2 separate regions of the Ovis aries genome follow, and region 1 is linked to region 2. The links are chromatin contacts, called in public Hi-C maps. All regions are on one chromosome and are shown on one strand. The core of a region is the stretch at or near the end of the contact, and the rest is flanking DNA. Distances in the headings are between cores, read along the strand shown.

Region 1 (2,700 bases), core at 130-2,629, 64 kb before region 2:
GACCGAAATCCTCACTAGAGCCCACAAGGCCCTGCCTGGCCCCTCGGGACATTCCTGGCCTCGTCAGTTTCCCTTCGTGGTCCCAGGAGCAGTGGCCTCGGTCACGCCAGGTGCTTCCCTGCCTCAGGGCCTTTGCACTTACAGTTCCTCTGCCTCAAATATGACTTCTCTCAAGTTTTTAGCTGAAATGCCACCTCCTCATACAGGCCTTCCCTGACCATCCCATCTAAAACACCACCCTGATTCTCTCTGGTTCCTCATCCTGCGTCGAGGTCCCAAAGATTCTTCCCCTATGGCATTCCGAGCTGGGTATGTGGCTTATCCCTCATCGCCTGTCTCTCCTGCTAGAACTTCAACTCTGGGGTTGCAGAGACTGTGCCTCCCCCGGCCTCGCTGAGCACACTAAGTCCCCAGCCCCTGGTCCACGAGGGAAGGGGCACTAGCCGGTCACAAACCTAGCCAGGATTCAGGTCACATGGCCTCTAGAGCCACTCGGGATTTTCACACCTGGTCTCTTCCCACGACTGTCTTCTCTGCATAGGCCCCTTCTTGACCTGGAGACTGCCTCTCTTGCCCCAAGAAAAGGCTCGAACTTTCTCCTGGGGGCTATTGGTGTCCTTCCTAACTCCTCTGTCCTGGCCTGACTGCTGAGGGGTTCTATCCCTGCAGGTCCACGGGGTCAGAGAGCAATGGCTCCTTGCCCAGCCTGCCCTTCCAGGACCACGGCCATCTTTTTTGTGCTCACAGGCTTCCAACTCTTCTTCACAGAGGTGAGGGAGGGAGGAGGAAGAGGGCAGGAAAACAGCCCCCACCCTGCCACGCACAGGCACCAGATTCCAGAAACTTCACACACAGACACAGCGGACTGTGCTGGACTTGGCCTGCTGGGCTCTGGAGCTGGTCTGAACCACACGCTCACCTGGCTCTGTTTCCTTCTTGTTTGGGGCTACTGCTGCTGCTAAGTCACTTCAGTCGGGTCCAACTCTGTGTGACCCCATAGATGGCAGCCCACCAGGCTCCCCCGTCCCCGGGATTCTCCAGGCAAGAACACTGGAGTGAGTTGCCATTTCCTTCTCCAACACACGAAAGTGAAAAGTGAAAGTGAAATCACTCAGTCATGTCCGACTCTTAGCGACCCCTTGGACTGCAGCCTACCAGGCTCCTCCACCCATGGGATTTTCCAGGCAAGAGTACCGGAGTGGGTTGCCATTGCCTTCTCCGTATTTGGGGCTAGAGGTTATCAAACAGAACTTTTCTCGGCTTGCATCTCATTGTTTATTTTTAAAAAGAGCAAAAAGGGAAGTGTCGGGAACAGCACCCTCCACCAGGGCGCCGCTGAGCCCCAGGGGGGAAATTCTGTCTTCTGGGGCAGCCCCAAGCACTCTGTGGGAACCTGGCGTTCCAGGTAGCTGAACATCCGGGCAGCTGAGGCTGACCTCCTCAACCAGGGAGTGGAAGAGCGTGGCTTGTGGTTGGCTCTGAGCTCTATTATGCAAACGTGTTTAAATGTTACCAACTTTGATATATAACACCCATACCATACAACATGTGCAGTTCAGTGGTTCTGAGCACATCTGTGGTTGGTACAACCATCACCACCATCCATTCTACCTCCCCAACCCGTGAGCAGTCATTTCCCACTCCCCCTCCCTGCAACCCCTGGCAACTCCGGATCAACTTTCTGCTTCAATAGATTTGCTTCTTCTGGATGTTTAATATGAATGGAATCAGACAGTATATGGCCCTCTGTGTCTGACTTCTTTCACTTGGCATCATGTTTGCAAAGTTCGTCCACCGTGAGTCATGAATCGGTGCCTCTGAGTCGGGTCTCAGCTGCGGCAGGATGGCCCTTCGCTGCAGCCTGGGGGATCTTTCATTCCTGCACCCTGGTGTCTCTCTGGTTGCGGGCTCGGCCTGTCTAGTTGTGCCTCACGGGCTCCAGAGCACGCGGACTCACGAACTGTGGTGCAGGGGCTTAGTTGCCCCTCTGCAAGTGGGATCTTAATTCCCTACCCAGGGATCAAACTTGAGTCCCCTGCCTTGGAAGGCAGATTCTGAACCACCGGACCACTAGGGAAGTTCCGCTTCATTCCTTCTTAATGCTAAGTGGTGTCCGTTGTATGGCCGAACCACACTCTGATCCAGTTCTCAGCTGATGGACACCTGGATCATTCCCACCTTTCTGCCTTCTATGAAGAGTCCGGTCATGAATGTTCATGTGCAAGGTTTCGTGTGGATGTGTGTGCCTGCTCAGTCACGCAGTCGTGTCTGACTCTGCGACCCCATGGACTGCAGCCCCCAGGCTCCTCTGTCCATGGGATTTCCCAGGCAAGGATACTGGAGTGAGTTGCCATTTCCTACTGCAGGGGATCTTACCAACCCAGGGATCGAACCCATGTCTCTTGCATCTCCTACACTGGCAGGTGGATTCTTTGCCACTGTACCACCTGGGAAGCCACACATGTTTTCAATTCTCTTGGGGATATACCCAGGCGTGGGCTTCCTGGGTCATATGGTAACTCTGTGTTTAATCTTTCAAGGAAGCACCAGACTGTTTTCCAATTGGCTGCATCGTTTTTACAATCCCTCCAACAGAGTGTGGGGGTTCCGATGGCTCCCAATCCTCGCCAGTGCTTGCTACTGTCTGTCTTTTGGGACTGAAAGGTGCAGGGGAAACAGGCCAATGCTTTCTCTTACTCA
Region 2 (2,700 bases), core at 91-2,590:
TGGGCTTGCTCAACTGATCTTGTCTCTTCCACCAGAATGCAGAAGGAGACCTCGCTGGGTCTCCTAGAGCCTGGTATACAGTAGGTGCTCGAGCAACAGGCATGGAATGAAGAGAAGACATCAAAGTGCTGGCCGTCCCTGCCTCGTTCCTGCACCACCCACCCCTGACCCGAGCGGCCCCCAGCCCAAAGTTCAGGGGCTGGGAACCAGGCAGCCGCACTGCCGCCGCCAGCAGGCCCCTCTGAGCCCCAGAGTCTGTCTGGTTCCCAGCCTCATAAAAACCTCCGCCCTCACCGTGCCCTTGGGCGGCACAGGGAGTGGGAGGTGGCCGTGGGGCCCAGAGGCTGACCCTAACCCAGCTCCGGAGAAGATATAGATGCCCAAGTTGGCATCCATGGAGCCGGGCGGCCAGGTGTCACTTCAGCTCCACGGCACAGCCTCAAGGGCTGCCCTGCCAGGTCAGGACCACCACAATCACCCTCCACCAGGGAGGCTGCCGAGCGCAGTGCAGCCATGTGCCGGGCCCAGGCCATGGTGTCGCCAGAGAAAGGCACAGTAGGCATTCGAACACAGCTCCAAGGGATGCCTGCGTGAGCTCCAACGGATGCCTGCGTGAGCTCCAACGGATGCCCGCGTGAGCTCCAGGGGATGCCCGCATGAGCGCCCACCTGGGCTGGTCAGTGCACAGACATGAAGTGCGCCCTAGCGATGCGCCCGATGCATCCGGCTCCAAGCAAGGATCCTGGAGGCAGAGCACTGAGCCCTCGGGCAGGGGACCCAGCCCCTCTGTGCCTCGGTTTCCCCACTGGGAAATAGACGCCACCGTCTCTCCCTCGCCAGGGTGTTGAGGAAATGAAAGGAGATCCTGCAGGGTCCAACAGAGCTGCTCAGATTCCTTGCTGCCCCACCCTGCTGCACACCCTCTGGGCCTCAGTTTCCCCATCTAGCACGTTGGGTTGTGGCGAGGGTAGAATAAAATATTTGCCCAATGCCTCGCACACACTAAGCGCCTCATAAGTGCTTGCTGTTATTTACTCCAGGCCTCTGGGGCTCACTTTCCCTGTCTGTAACTCCAGAGGGCAGTCCTGATCACCCAAGACTTCTTCTAGGTCACTGGGGCAAAGGTCCAGGGGTCCTAAAGTGGCCCTGGCAGGGGAGGGGGACCTGGGGCTGGGGGAGGGCGGCAGGGTGGCGGGATCGGGAAGCCGCCGGAGGCTGCAGTGACTCACCGGCCAGCTGGCCTCCAGGGGGCTGGGCTGTGGCCCCCCACGCACCCCTCTGGGCCCTGCCTTGCGCCCAAAAGTGCTGTGTCATGCTCTGTCATGTGGCTCCGGGTCATTAATACCCGAGTTCTGGGAAGCTTGGGCCGAGTTCCCGGAAGGGGTCAGCCAGTTCAGTAAACAGATTGGCTGGTTGGTCGTCACGGCTGAGCCGGGCGGGCCTGCAGCTCGGGAGGCAGGAGGTGGGGACTGGTGGCCAAAGGGGGCCCAGGAGCCGCCCTGATCCCTGTGCAAGGCTGGCACCTCCCAGGGCAGCGTGGCCCAGGCTCTGCCAACGCAAGGCCAACCTGAGGCTCAGAAAAGGCAAGGCACTTGCCAGAGGCCGCACAGCAGGGCCAGGGCTCCGGCTCAGGATTCTGGACTCACTGTCTAGGGCTCTCAGTGCCCCTCTGACTAACAGGCAGGAAACTCTGCATCCTCTTCGCCTCCAGATCCTGCCCCGGACTCTGGCCAGTTGGTCGGATGAAGAGACAAGCTCGTGGGAGAAGGCAGGTTGGGAAGGGAGCAGGTTTGGCTGGCTGTGAGGCTGTCCCCATGGTGGGTCCTCTAAAAGTGATAATACATATTCTAGCAGTTTGTGAGCACATGCAACGCACCGTTAGACACGAAGTGGTACTTGGGCTCCACTCTAAGTGCCTGCTGTGAATTCACTCATTTAATGTGCAGCCACGTTTGCACAATAATCACAGCCATCATCTTTAAAGCACCTACTATCCACTAGGCACTGAGCTGATCCTCATGTGGACCCCATGAGGTGGACATTATCCTCATAGAGGCCCAGAAAGACAAGCAGCTATATTACTTGGTGGAAGGAAAGTGGGCTCCAGGCTCAACTGGATCCAAGAATTCAAACCTTGACTTTGCCCCTTCCGACTGCACGACCTCATGCAAGTGCCTCCATCTCTCAGAGCCTCAGTTTACCCCTCTGACAAACGTGATGATTGTATTCAAATCACTCAGAGCCAGACCTGGCGCGAGCACGTAAGAAGCGAGGGAGGACAAGGACTGTGGGCTTGGACTGCTCTGGGCCCCAGTTCCGCTCTGCTGCTTCCTAGCTGTGTGACCTTCGGTGTGATGTTTAACCTCTCTGGGCCTCCACGTCCTCTGTACGATGGGGATTGTGGAAACACCTCCCTCATACCCCTGACAGCAGGGACGAGTGAGCTGACACCCCAGCAGCCCTCCACGCAGTGCTGGGCGTTCCACAGGCACCAACACAAGTGACTCGTTCTTGCATCTCACCTAAGATGACTCTTCTGGGATGAGGGGAAAAGGCAGCAGGTAGTGGGCAGGACAGGACACTCACAAGCACCCTTCTGTACCCGCAGGTGATTTGCACAGAGGAGGTCAGCTCCCCGTTCCTCTTCACATGCTATTTTCTCAGCCCTGGCTGTGCCCCTGGCCTCTGTTCTTTGGTTCT

The links. Hi-C and Micro-C count contacts between places; a contact is called where the count stands out from the background.
Region 1: a Hi-C map of blood shows a contact between it and region 2, with 2.7 times the contacts expected there. The contact joins two enhancer-like sites. A contact is called at or near these places in 3 of 16 Hi-C or Micro-C datasets (all in blood).

What each region holds. Positions count from the first base shown.
Region 1 is chr13:78,388,485-78,391,184 of ARS-UI_Ramb_v3.0, reverse strand. No RefSeq gene overlaps it. Among named protein-coding and RNA genes, the nearest start is that of PTPN1, 150 kb to the left of the region's middle. Within about 2 kb of position 1,379, at least 7 of the 54 cell types and tissues checked have an H3K27ac peak or open chromatin away from gene starts, as enhancers often do.
Region 2 is chr13:78,324,346-78,327,045 of ARS-UI_Ramb_v3.0, reverse strand. LOC114117526 (a long non-coding RNA gene) reads right to left here. Exons shown (of 2, transcript XR_006055750.1): 1 at 1-2,700. Among named protein-coding and RNA genes, the nearest start is that of CEBPB, 99 kb to the right of the region's middle. Within about 2 kb of position 1,340, at least 25 of the 54 cell types and tissues checked have an H3K27ac peak or open chromatin away from gene starts, as enhancers often do.